Linked DNA regions of Anas platyrhynchos: region 2 is linked to region 1. The links are chromatin contacts, called in public Hi-C maps. All regions are on one chromosome and are shown on one strand. The core of a region is the stretch at or near the end of the contact, and the rest is flanking DNA. Distances in the headings are between cores, read along the strand shown.

The links. Hi-C and Micro-C count contacts between places; a contact is called where the count stands out from the background.
Region 2: a contact with region 1 is called in a Hi-C map of liver, with 4 times the contacts expected there. The contact joins two enhancer-like sites. A contact is called at or near these places in 3 of 8 Hi-C or Micro-C datasets (F1 follicle, liver and subcutaneous adipose tissue).

Annotation. Positions count from the first base shown.
Region 1 is chr9:14,179,343-14,186,545 of IASCAAS_PekinDuck_T2T, forward strand. ARHGEF4 (Rho guanine nucleotide exchange factor 4) reads left to right here. Exons shown (of 16, transcript XM_005014360.6): 4 at 4,749-7,203. Among named protein-coding and RNA genes, the nearest start is that of ARHGEF4, 90 kb to the left of the region's middle. Within about 2 kb of position 3,284, at least 3 of the 8 cell types and tissues checked have an H3K27ac peak or open chromatin away from gene starts, as enhancers often do.
Region 2 is chr9:14,283,022-14,289,768 of IASCAAS_PekinDuck_T2T, forward strand. ARHGEF4 (Rho guanine nucleotide exchange factor 4) reads left to right here. Exons shown (of 16, transcript XM_005014360.6): 8 at 3,036-3,215; 9 at 5,971-6,165. Among named protein-coding and RNA genes, the nearest start is that of PLEKHB2, 63 kb to the right of the region's middle. Within about 2 kb of position 1,925, at least 1 of the 8 cell types and tissues checked has an H3K27ac peak or open chromatin away from gene starts, as enhancers often do.

The sequences.
Region 1 (7,203 bases), core at 2,034-4,533:
CCCTCCCTTTATTTTAGTTATAAACACTGAGCCATAGACTCTCAGCATGTTTATCAAGCACTTAACTCAGTTAGGTCATGGGCTTTGTAGCACCCAGCAACCCAGAGGCAAAACATGTCAGAAGAAGGGGGTTTGGTGTGATAATATTGCAACAGGCCTGATCAAAAGGAGTAGCATGACAACAGAAATAGTAGTTCAAAAGCAAAACAATGTAATCAAGAGGGAAATGTGGTGGCTGAGTGAAATGGGAAATCTCTGGTGGTGTTTCCATCATGAGGAGGTCAAGACAGACGAGGAGATCAAGAAATGCAGGACTTTGTATCAATCGTTGCCTTGTGTATCTCAGGTTTCACAAAGGCTCTTTCCATCAAAGTGCTCTTTTAATTAACAGTCTGATTTATAACTGTCTGTAGACTGATTTTCTTGATTAAACAAAGAAAACCTAAGTTTCTGAAAGTGGGGTGAGTGATTAGATTAATTTGTAAGATAAACAAGCCATGTATCTCATCACTTTGCACTTGACCTCCAACTTCATTGCTTGGGCACTGAATTGCTGGTCATTGAGAAAACATTATCTGATATCTTGTGGCTACATTTGCACACATACACTTAGGATTTTTTGGACCACACCTTGTATTTAATGGAGCTTTCTTCTTCAGAGGAGATTGCCCTGTCTTTAAAATATTTGTTGTCTTTCTACTCCTTAAATTCAGCATCTGTTGTATAATTTCTCAGTGGCACTCAAGAAAACAGAAAGGCTTCAAAAAAAAAAATAGTAAATATGTTTAAATGTACCCCCCCCCCAAAAAAAAAAAAAAAGTGATCTTCTGCTAGACCAGAAGTCTCCATTTGTTTCACCAAGAATCCTGAAGTTCCTACTCAGCAAGAATGTTCTTAAATGCTCTGAAGTAAAAATAACTGTGCTGTGTTCATTTAACAGGGAACAGGAGGCCAGGATCCCCTTTTTAAGAGTATAAAGGGTTTTTTTAGTAGAAGGGTGTTAGTACTTGAAAGCTGTCTAGCCACACAGCTCAAGAGTTCAGCATGAACTCTATCTTTGGAGAAGGATTCACATGAATTTTGGGCAGGATTTTTGGTCTGCACAGAGCTAAGTGTTGTTTCTACCAAAGAGCTTAAACCTCATGCAAGAGCATCTATCCTTAGAGAAAGGTTAATGGTAAAATTTAGACAGAAGCATGTAGATGTAGATGTGAACATAGCAACTTCTGTTTGTTGTTGTTGTTGTTTGTTTGTTTTGTTTTTGTTTTGTTTTCTTCTGAGACAGTCCCGAGCTCTTTTCTATTTAAAGAAATGGAGGGAGGGTGGTAGAATATTTACTTGGTGTTGTAAGACAAGCAAAAAATACTAATTTCATGGAAAGATAATCAAGTCCAGCAATGTAGGCCTTTCATGTGTTGAAGGCAGACTTGCAATGAAGCAGTTTTTGCTTTCACATTAGCCAGCAGAGGGAGTATTGCAACGCCATGAAAGTAGATAGCTTCAAAGTGCAGGGAAGCTGCTTTTGAGTCTGAATTTTTTGCTGTTCATGTCCAAATTTTATTTGCCCTATTATATTGTTTGATTGACAAATAAATTATTTTTAATATATTCTAGAACAGTTACATTATTAATTATTGATATATTTTATTATTTTACATTTCAAGAGTGAACCTATGTAGTTAATGCTTTTGCTAAAATACAGGATTTCTTTTGATGCAAACAGGCTGTCAGTTTTGGATGTACCTGTGAGAATATATCTACAAATATTTTCTTAATAGTTATGTCTGTTATTGCTACATCAATAAAAATGTACTTCTGGCGCAAACGGCAGTTCTTGCATATTATCTTCTACTTTTACTTCAGTAAATCTTTATGCCTCTTTGCTGCCTCATCATTTCATCTGCTGGGCAGACCTCTGGATGAAGCTAAAGCAGTTCTGAGGGATTAGTTGGTGAGATGCTTGACCTGCAGCACAGTAAGAGACTGGAATGCAGCTTGCATTTATTAAACGGAGCATGTATTTGCGCAAGCTGAGCCTGACCAGGCTCTTTATTGCAGCCTCTAGATGGCACCCAGACGATGCGGTTGTAGAAACTACTACTACACCTCAGCCAACACGTTTTGGCTAAGATTTCTGCTAAGCAGTATGCGGTAGTAGAAGTGTTAATGTCGAAGCAGGGAGGTAATGGTTTTGGCTTTGGGTTACAACAGTGTTTTCATGTTGGAACTGGCTTGCTGAAAGGAATCAGAGAAGCTGTGTGGAGTGCAGCAGGCCACCTGCTTGTGGCATTTTTTGCTGATGTAGTCCTCTACTAACCAATTATCATTGGGGGGGTCCAGATTTACCTCTGGAGCCAGGTTGCTGGGCTGTAATGTTGAAGCATTCACTGAACAGAAGTGGAATGCTTCACTCGAGCTGACAGGAGGGGAAATGTACTGAGTTTTTGCCAACTGCTGTTAAAATATTTTGATACTCCACTGGTTCTGCACAATTTTGTGGCCTTTGCTTGCAACCCCATCTCCCTCTTGCCTTCATCTGGCACTACCACCTTGAGCGGTGGTAGCTGCCAGAGCCTTATGCAATTGCTTGCATAGTCCTACTGATTTTGGAATTGCTTAGCTTTTTGGAGACTTTCTAGTGGAGGCATTAAATAAAACTAGAGCAGGACACTTACACAAAGGACATCTGAAAGTTGTTTCCTCGTGCCGCTGTTAGCGTAATGCAAGTTCTCACAAATACTGGCTTTGAGATTTTCTTTTTCAGCAAAAAGTAAGTGCATTGTTTAGGAGAAATAACAAGCTCCCATGTCTCTTGCAGAAGAGGGAGATGTATTGTTTTAGTGACTTTATGAATCACACAGAATCACAGGGTGGTTGAGGTTGGAAGCCTGTTCCAGTGCTCTGTCACCTGAACCATAAAGAAGTTCTCCTTCATATGACGACGAAACCTCCTGTGGTTCAGTTTAACTTGGACTGCAAGAGATCTATGCCCTATTTTTTTTTTAATGTAATTCATAATTATCCTTGGGGACAGTTGGGCATCTTCATTACTTTGTTCCTACTTGCCTGAACAGTTCTTATCTTAGTTTATTGCCATCTGTAAATTTGTGCTCAGCACACTGTTGGAGAGGCAGTGCTGTTACTGCTGAACAGCTGCTGCTGTACTCACTGCTGTGTGAGCCAACTGCTCACGGTTCGTGCTGCTCAATCATTATGTGAAATGCTAGTCTGTGCTGCCTTAATGCTGCTCATATCTGTCCTGGTGGTAGTGGGACTTGACTTTACGCAAGGACCTCCATTATGTGTATCACTGACTGCATAAAGTAAAGGACAAGTTGCTCTATTGGTTACGTGACTCATGCTGCAGTTATGTTGCAATATGGTCAGGTTTAGTTGTGTGGACTTGGAAGTGTTGAATCCTGCCCTCCCTCCTCCATTCAGTTAATATTTTCCTTCTTTTGTCAAGAGAAAATACCAGTCTTCTCATTGAGGCTTATCAGAGGTGTCTTGAGTGTTCAAAACTGGATGAGGGAGAAAAAATATATATTTTTTTATTTTTTTTTCTTTTTCCAGAACTGACGGATCTCCCTTCTCTCTCCAACTTTTTATCTGTTTCAAATCTATCCTGTTTCTTTGGCTTACCACAACTCCCACTTGGAAATAACCCTATTTTCCTAGTGACTTACCTTTTCCAATTCACCCTGAGTGTTTTGGATTCTATAATCGTAAACTCTGTGACATGCCCTTTGCTGTGATTTGGAATTTGACTTCCCATAAATGTGAGGTCTCCTCTGTGATGAAACACTCTAATGAAGGTGACATGTGACTGAGGCCAAGGGACCTTGTGTTCTTATTTGGTGGCTGCTGCTTATTTGTGTGTTTTTAGAAAAGTCTTTCACTGTTCATTACTTTTTTTTTTTTTAAATTTGATACATCTGGAGAACTTCTGACAATAGTTGTACCTGAAGCTGACAGAGAGCAAGTACTATTTTTACTTCAATAAATCTTGTTGTGATTTCATTTGCTGCATTATATTTGAGAAATAAATATCCGGGTTTCTTTCTGATGGTTAAAGACGAAGATTGACACTATCCCATGATGCAAAAAAGACATTTCCTAATGTTGATAGTATGGTTTTGATCTTTTTGCTTTCAGTCACTGATTGGGATGTGCTCTGATAACTGAAATATGTAGTGCTCCTGGTATAAGCCTTCTGCAAAATGACATCAAAGACTTCTTTCACCTTTGGTTCAGGCTTTGGTATGGGTAGTATCCAGTTATCTAAGTGCAAGACCATTCTGTATATATTTGTTACATTTGTGTAATTTGGACAATGATGATCACTTCTCTGTTTTATGGCATAAACTGCCTCCTTAGATTTGAAGATGGATCAATTAGAGCTTTTAGATCTACTGGCAAGGGATGTTTTCCATTTGACTTATTTGAATGTGAAATGTGTTTTGGTAGTGAGCTATGAAAGCTGTAGCCAAAAGTTAAATTTTGGCCTCTGCATAAATAAATATTAAAATGAAAAAACAAACAAACAAACAACAACAACAACAACAAAAAAGCATTAATTAAGAAGCAGTAAGAAAGAAAAACTAAGAAATATGAAGACCTCAGGACCATCAATAGGTAAAATGTCAAGTATAACTTCTGAAGATACCAGTGTGTGTTAAATCCATTGTGTTTTTAAGTTCCTTTTCTAATAAATCATTGCTAAATAATTCTTTGCTGTTTATTCATAGACCCCAGAGCCAGTTGACAACTACATCAGTGAAGGCGAGTTTGAAGATGATCTGAGTTCTTCTACTCCAAGCACAATAGAGTTGGAGATACGAGGATCCAGCCAAGACACAGATGAAGATTATTTTGAAACCCTGTCACATCAGAGTGGATCTTTGTCAGATGTAAAAACTGAACCTTACGAGAGTGCATCAGAGACAGAATCTGTTGCCAGTGATGTAACTGGAGAAACTTGTTTGGATTCAAACTGCCTTTTTACAGAAAAACCAAATCTGTGCTGTAGTCTTCCTAAAGCAAAGGCAGAAACAACCTTCCATGAACTTAAGTGCTCAAGGCGAACAGAATTTAGCTGGCAGGTGCAGTTAGAAGCGTCTTCCAAAATAAAAATAGCACCAAGCAAACATGAATTACAAACTACAAAGTCAGAAGGTGAAGTGGGTGTTGAAGATCTAACATTAACTAGCAGTATTTCCAACACAGAGAACCAAGTGAGTGAAGAGGGCATTTTATCACAGACAGACAGAAAGTTTGTAGTGGAATTGCTGAATAAAACAGATTTTGAAAGCACTGAAGTGCAGTCCTATCCCAATTCCTTACCTACAGAAGCTGCTGTTACAAGACAGGAGGAACAACCTGCAGTATTAAGCATTGCTTGTTTCAAAGCTAACTCAGGAAGTTGTTTGATTTTTCCTGAGGTACAGCAACTTTCCTTCCAGACAGATGCAGCATCAAGCTGTAGTTTGCCTAATCTTCATTTTGAAACAAATGGACCTTACCATGAAAGTTACACTGAGATATCTGACTATAGATGTGGACTAGATTCCATGTCCAGTATAAAATGCAACAGGAATAACTCAGTTGACAGTGAGAAAACTACAGGTAACAGGATAAAACATGGAAGTACAGAAACCATGTTGACATCACATTCATTCTTCTACCAGCGCCACTTCAAATCAAAATCTCCACCTTGTGGGTCACTACACACAAGGTCAGAGGTTACAGGATGTAAAACATGGCACAGTGTGCCTGAAAATATCAGTGCTCAAAGAAAAGCAGAATACTTTGGGAACTGTATTCATCCAGCAGACAAATTGAGTTGGTCGTGTTCCAGAATACATCATCAAGGGCTTGATTTTGAATGTGCTTGGAAAAACTTAGCAAGGGTACCTGTTGGCCCTGAAAAGGCAATAAAAATAGAGGACAAATTTGACATAAAACAATTCCTCCTTAATAATGACATAGACTTGAATGAGGGTCAGCTTTCTCAACCAGCAGGCTCCCCACAGTGTGTTGATGTATATTTGAACTCTAAACCAGAGGCATGTGGCCTTAGCCCAGAAGCAGGAAATACATGTGCTGGTAGCTTATCTTCAACCCAGACAGATGCATGTGAGTGTAATCCAAAACAAAAGGAGACATCGTCTGCCCTGGACTGTGAACCAGGGATCATAAATGCTGAAGAACTTCTAAAAAGTACTCAGTACAATGCTGAAAGAGGTCTGGAAGCGGATCAATTCCCTTGTGATACTAATGTTGAATTTGGCAATTTTGACACTGAAAACCTAGCAGCTTGTTGTGTAGGTTTTCCTGCTGTTGTGGAAAACAGAGATTGTAATTGTTCTATAAACTGTGTTTCCTCTAGTAGAACGCAGAAGAAAAGTTTGAAGGAAAATGTCCAGGAATCTGAACTATCACATGTGGAAGTCATGGCAGGAGGAAGACAAGTAGACAATCCTTCTAACCTTGACTTCGATTGGAAAGTCCCAGAAACTGCGTTACCAGGTGGCAGTAACACAGAGGCGGAGCACAGAGATTCAGTGCATCAAAATACAAATTGCAAAACTGGTGCCTTAAGGAGTCAGTCTGAACCAGTAGCAAATGAACATCCTATTCATCAAGGAAAGGATGAGGACAGTTTCTTTGCTGTGGAAATGACTCCCAAATCAGATCATGTAAGCCAGGGAAGGCACTTAATGAAGCTTCCAGAGCTAAAGCCTGCCCTGGTTATAATATCTGTGGAACAGAAAGGATTACAGTCCAAGACACTGACTGATGACCTTCATACTGAAAGGGTAACCGGAACACTGAGAAACACAGTGAGCAAGGACTCAGTGTCTCCTCATACTTCCAGCAAAGATCATGATGAGCCAGAGGGAGTTCTGAGTGAGTGCTGTAACTGTGAAGAACAAATTTTGGCCACCCGCACCTTTGTTGGTAGTGTAGAGCTACTCCCTGTTGGGGATACGGCTGAAGGAAAAGCAGAAATTTCACAAGAGCAAAGCAAGAAAACAGATTCATCCTTAGTGCTCACCTGTAGCAATTCCACAGTAACAAGTAAGAAGGTAGAATTCAGCAGTGTTACTGCCCCACGGGGCAATGATGTACTTACTGCAGAAAACACAGCAGATAAATGTGAAGAAGTGCTTTCAAAATCACACAGTAGATGTGGTATCTTTG
Region 2 (6,747 bases), core at 675-3,174, 100 kb after region 1:
AATAAAGGGGAATAATGTAATTAATGCTAGTCAGAATGGTTTTGTAGGAAATCATTCCTACCAAATATGCTGATGACAAACATTGAACGTTTGGTAAATGGAGGCAGCTATATGAGGTGTCACAGGAGGAGTGGGAATTCGGGCACTGATTAAAAAAGCAGCGCTATACACTATCAGCGTAGTTTACTTCCCAGGACTAAGATCTTGGCTGACTGACATCTCAGAGAAATTTGCTAAGGAGAACACTATCAAATGAAAATATTCAGAGTGGGGATGCGCAGTCAGTTTGGTAAATACCCAAGCGTAATATCCTTATCCTTAGTCAATGCTCTAAAATCCGTGGTGAAAAAAAATGTGCAGCTGACTCAGCAGGCAAAAGGGCAGCTGGTGGCTCACTCTGGGGCCTGCTGCACAGGTCCGTCCCTCTGAGGGAAGAGGAAGGCAGCCTGCCTGCCGCCTGCGTGGAGACACATGCCTTTGGTGTACCGCTGTGGCAGGGGGGTCATGGCAGCCTGATACGTGCAAGGAAGCACTTGCTGGGGCTGTGGAGTTGTGATGGGTTCTGGTGTCCTGCAGCAAGCCTCAGCTAGCCCACATGCCTCCCTGGCAGGGAAGAGAGATGGGGCCTGGGGGCTTGGCTAATTCAGAGCATCAGTGTTAGTACTGCCTTTGGGTTGCAAGCAGTGCTGCCTACAAACTTAGGGGTTGCTATCAACAAAGAAAAATAGCCAGTGTGTTTGTCTTCTGTGCTGCCTGCTGCAGGAGCTTTGGCAGCTGAAGGGCAGCTGGGTTTGTATTGTCTCCCATTCTCTTCTACGTTTGGGGCAGGAGACTGTGGCTGTTCAAGAACATGCGTTGGGTTCTCCTTGATATTACAAAGCCAGCACATAAATATTGTTTCATATGGAGATTAATTAGTTGTTTTTCAAACCTTACTTTAATTGCAAAGATCAAAAACTGTAATAAGATAAGCCATTTTGCTCCTAGCAGCTGCCATGGTTGGCAGTGGTGTGTTCCTTTTAATACATGCTTCTTTGGAAGGTGAGCAGCTCTTACAGTACAGCTGGCTGATTGTGCACAGTGATTCAGCACAGCATATTTCAGTACAGAGCAAAGGGATTTTATCTTAGAAAGCGCCATATTCCTTACGAACTGGTCAGAATGTGCATGTTGAAAAGGCTGCCGAATGCCACTCTGCCCAGAGATTTATGAGTTAACGTGGGCATTTCCCAAGTGCCAGCCAGCCCCTACCCACCGTGTTACAAAACCCCATGCAGCTTGGCCCCAGCTCCAGCTGCAGTCACACTGCTAAAGCAAACGCCCAGCTCATGCACCCACAGGTGGCTCAGCAAAAAAGCAGAGGCTCTTTGTGAGCGCAGCCAACATCCGTCACCCACAGCTCAGCTGCTGTTCCTGTAAGTGAAGCCTGGTAGCTGAGTTTGTAAAATTGTACCTTTGACATCCATTCCTTTCCCTATTCTAGTCCTCTCCACTTTGTGTTAGAGAGCTAAAGCTCTACATTTCTAGAAGACTGACAAGGCTCACAAGATTTCAAAAAATGGAAATAGGGGGTTTATTCATAATGCTGAGTACACTTCAGGCTCGTCAAAGTCTATGCAACAGGCCTGCTAAGCGACCTGTGAGTTAACAGCAACCCAGATCACTCCAAAACCTTCACTCATTAATTGCCAAGTCCAGCTGTCCCCCTCCACAGCACACTGGGCCAAATCCCTGCCATTTGACCAGACTGAACTCAGCTCTTTATGTTGTAGTAGCTTGGCTAGCGAGATGCTGCTTGAGACTCCTGGATTATTTTCCCCCTGTAGCACTGGCTGTGTGCCAGCCCTTACGCCCCCTGCCCGTGGGGCTGCACTGTCTCGGTGCTCTTCTCCCTGAGGAGCAGCACCCTGCAGTGAGCACACACGTGAGTGCGGTGGCAGCGCAGGGCAGCTGAAAAGAGGCAGAGGGGAGCGCTGACGCCTGGTTCTGCAGAAAGTGGGAGCCTCCCATCCTCCCCTTCCCAGTCATCCTGATGTTATTTTTGTCAAAAGGGATACACTGCATTAAGCTGTTTCTGGTTCAGTGAAGGGACATTTACTATCCAGAGGCAGACTATATTTGATTTTTTTTTTCAAATGCTTCCAGTTAACTCTCCTGATTTACTGCATGTGCTATTATTCTGTCATTCTTTTACAACATGCATCTTTTTTTCTTTGAGAAGGACAAAACCAGTCACCATGAGCAGTAGATAACTGTGATCAAGCCAACCTAAGGTGCACAGCATGTGCATTATGTAGCAGGGCTGACAGTGTTACAGTGTGGCCCATAACCATGGACAGTGTGTTTTGTACATCTTTTTCCCCCTCTGGTCTCCTAGATTCCTCTTTCCATTGTCTTCCGAGAATTTATATATATATATATATATATATATTTTATTTTTTTTTCTTTCCTAGATTAGGCCCTTTATGAGACATGGTGTCTCACAGACAACTAGTGGCCCTGAGCACAGGCACTTGAACTCTCTGGGAGACTTACTATAAGCAGCTTAAATGCTAAGTTTAACCACTCTAAAGGTTTAAAGCTCTTACCATCCTAGGCCAGCACTGAGGCCTCAGAATACTTTCTGCTCTGAAGTGTGCCTCTAAACATGAGCACTCACACTTCTGTTTCAAGGTTGTCCATAGCAGGGCTGCACTGGCAGCGCATGGGCATCCTTCACCAACAAGGTACCACTGCTGAGCCCTGTTTGCTGGCTGAGGCAAACTCACCATTATGAGATTGCAGTACATCAAAATTACTTTCTTTTTTTTTTCATGTTGGTAAATGCACTGTGCCCAAGTGATTTGGAACAAATGCTACTGAGAGCAAAGTCAGTTGAAGCACCTGCCAGACTACTGACAGCTCTTTTTCATGTTTCTCATGAGGTGCAAGCAGTAGTCAATGCTTGTTTGTCTCAGCAGCAATTGTGCCAAAGCTGCAGCTACACTGGCTGCTTTTCTGTGAGAATCTGGCAGTTTGATGTTCTCTGTCCACAGCTCATCAGCGATGGCAGTGTGGTGTATGCAGAAGCCCTCTGGGACCATGTCACGATGGATGATCAAGAGCTGGGATTCAAGGCTGGTGATGTCATTGAAGTAATGGATGCTACCAACAAGGAATGGTGGTGGGGAAGGATTCTGGACAGCGAAGGCTGGTTTCCAGCCAGCTTTGTACGGGTAAGAGCTTGATTTTTTTCCATGTCTCTCCATTACTGCCAGGTGTTGTTTTTTTTTTTTTTTTTTTTTTTTTTTTTTTTTTCCCCCCCAGGTTTTATGTTCTGTAGTGAATGCTGAGAACTTCTACTGCTAGGATAGTTGGTTCAACATGTGCTTGTTACCATTCCTCTATGCATTGGCCTTTTACATTGAACTCTTGAGGATGGGCTGCCACAAGTGTGGAGAATTCCCTCTTTGCATCAGTAAATCAGAGTAAGGACAGTTTAGTTGTAGGTTCTGGAGCTAAGGTGAGCTGTACCAGCTGAGCAACTGCCCTGCATGGTGGTTTGCAGCCTGGGCTCCTGCTTACCCAGATGTGTGTTGGCTGCTTTGCAACCAAGCACCCAGAGTCACCCTCAGGAGTAAGCAAGATGTACTTCCTAGCAGAATCCCAGAAGCAACTGACAGAGGTCTTCACTGTAGGCTCTGTTTCAGACAGTAGGGATGAGCATGGCACCAAATTTAGTCCAGTGCCATACACCACATCCAAACATCTGTGACAACCTGACTCACACACACCTTCTCCTAGCTGTGGAGTTTTAAAAACATCAGGCAGCTGGGCTACAACACAGCAGTGTGTTTCAGGCACTTAAAATAGAGAAGAAAAAAAACACATAAAATGGTGTCTTGGAGGTGGTGATGTCAATTACTAGAGGGTGAATATGAATCACTTGATATTGACCAATTTTGGGGCCAAGGCGCTCTCCCTGGTGCCAGAAACAAAGACCATATAGAAATAGCTATATGGAACAGGTAGACAGGCCCAGCTGTGTACAGCAGAGGTTAGATCCATTTCCAACAGAGCATTCTGAAACACGTGAATTCTCTATGCAGGTTGGGGGCTGGGGGGCAAGAGTCTGGGTAACTTCTGTGCACTCTTTTCTTTCTGTGAGGAAAAAGGCTTTTTTCATTTCTTTGGGCTGTGACTGTTGGTACGGATGCCTGACTGCTTTCACCACATAAGCACAGTACTGCAGAGGTGATTTGGTGCCTAAGGACAGAGAGATTCTTAGATATTCAGCTTCTTATCTGGGTCACTTTAGATCACAAATGACCCCAAACCAGGTGAAGCATGAAAGGAGATTATCTGGTGTCTGTAGAAAAAGTCCTTGGTGAAGCAGAGCAGGTTGTGCTACAGAAGTTGTGAAATGCATTGTTATAGAGCTTGCAAGAAACAGTCTCAGCTGGTAACTGTTACAAACAGTATATGTTTTTTGCAAGAAAGATTACTAGGACCAACTTCTCAGCACTGGTGGAGATGGAGCTACTATTTTCACAGCCAAAACACAGGCTTTATTTTCATTCACATTACTGACAAATTGTCCTGCTGGCAATTTCAGGGGAAAGCAGACTACTGCTAGCCATTAGGGATGAAGAATAACAAGTTCTTTTAGCAGAGTAATTGCAACACTTATTCAAGCATCCAACTGAAGATTTCCTACTAATTATCTCTGGGTCTCAAGCTTACTGCTGGGAAGGGCAGAATGGTCTTGGGTACTTGGACAGAACGGGACTTGGGTAAACCTGCAGGTCTCTCAGTTACTCCACACAAGTTTCAGGCCAAGGTCTGAGTTTAAGACCAGCCAATGCTGTTTTACTCACAGCGAAGGAAAACCAGGATTGCACATCTTGAGGGTTTCACCAGCTGTAAAGAGTAAATGCAATCTATGCCTCTGCTGGCAAGGGATGGGTATGCATTATTTTTTATACATAGAGATACATGTATATCAAGAGAAAAACAATCCTGCCTAGAAGTGACTACATTAAAAGTTTAAAGCAGGCCTGTATCATTGTATTAAAACTGCTTATGTTTATGCATGTTCCTACCTCAGAGTTTTTCATTTCTTTTTTGTGCTGGGATTGATGACTTGTATATAAAATATTCCAATGGGTGCTCTGGGATCTATTAAATATGAAAATACAATACTAATATGTGAAATAAAGCTCCCAAGTGAAATGCACCAACAATTTCTTGTCCTTAGTGAAGGTACTTTGGTATTGCTGACAGTATATGTAGTGACTGTAGTACAGCATGTCTACAAAATGCTGCTGCTTGTCTCTGCTCATGCTATGCTGCCATCTCATGGGCACTGTGAAGGAGCCACGAGTTACACACACAGCCCTGTAATGTAATGCAGCTTTTCATTACATTATGTGCCCGCTGGCATCCGCATTTGCTTTTATATTAAAAATACATTATCTCTAAATAACCTTGGGGAAGCAGGTACTTCTGAGGGCTATCTGGTATTTATAGTATGGGAATAATAATATAACTGATATCAAAAAAAAAGGCAAATAGTTCCTGCTTTTCCCCTCTCTCCCGAAAAGTCCCCTCACAAATACCTAAGCAGAATTCACTTTGATAAAACACTTCCTGTCCTGATTGTGTACGTGTTCTCCCTCAAGGGCTTCATATCATTCCTGTGACTTCTGTCCGAGATATGCCTGCTTAAAACCACCCATATCACATATTAACAGTTAATTGGCTTGAAATTACCATCCCCAAACTGTCAAAACCTTTCCTTCATGGGCTATGTGTTTACACATTACATACCATGGGAAAATACATTTACAGGCAGCATGTACAGAGTAGCCCTCTTCCCTCCTTATCCTAGCTCAGTCTTTGTCTGCCATTCTGTCAACCCTCCCAAACTTCCTTTCTTTGGAAGACTTGTATTTCTTACTACAAACAGTGAATGTCTTGTGTGTGGTACAGCTCCGAGTGAACCAGGATGAACCCATGGAAGATTACCCTGTAAAGGTAGAGGGTGGCAAAGAAGACGACTCCAGCAGTGGTACCCGCCGCTTCGGGATGGGGCAGACCACCAAAGATCAAATGAGGACCAACGTTATCAATGAGATCTTAAGCACAGAGAGAGACTACATCAAGCATCTGAAGGACATTTGTGAGGTAACGGAGTAAGGGGGAAGCAAAAGTAAGAACATCCCTAATGGAAACCAGAGGCTGTCCTATTCTTGTGCAGACATATGGTTCCCAAGTGGGTAACTTTCCTCCTCTGAAAATGAGATGGTTTTGCCATCAGAGCCTGTCCTGCTACATGATATCGCATGCTCAGAAAACAGAAGACAATTCATTACAGCAATATCCCCAATGCCTCTGAATTTGGAGCACCCAGTTATGCTCTGATTAAATGGAATTAATTGTATTTCCCATGCCAGAGAAAAGTAAACGTCTAGCATTGCTGTCCTCTTTAATACATGTTCTGAGGTAATATAATCAGCAACTCCAACCTTCGGGCAAGTTATGCTCAGATTGAAACAACTGGGGGATATTCAGCCTTTCACTTCCAAAGATGCTGAGTATTGTGACACCCTTTCCAGAAGTGACATGCTGTCAAATACACTGGGGTAAATTAAGGTAATTGATAAAAGAGTAGTGCAGAAACACAGATTTTCACTAAAATGACACAAAAAATGTAGTGTCCTCCAGGAGAGCCAGCTGGGGCAAAGCAGCAACACTTAACCAAGCACC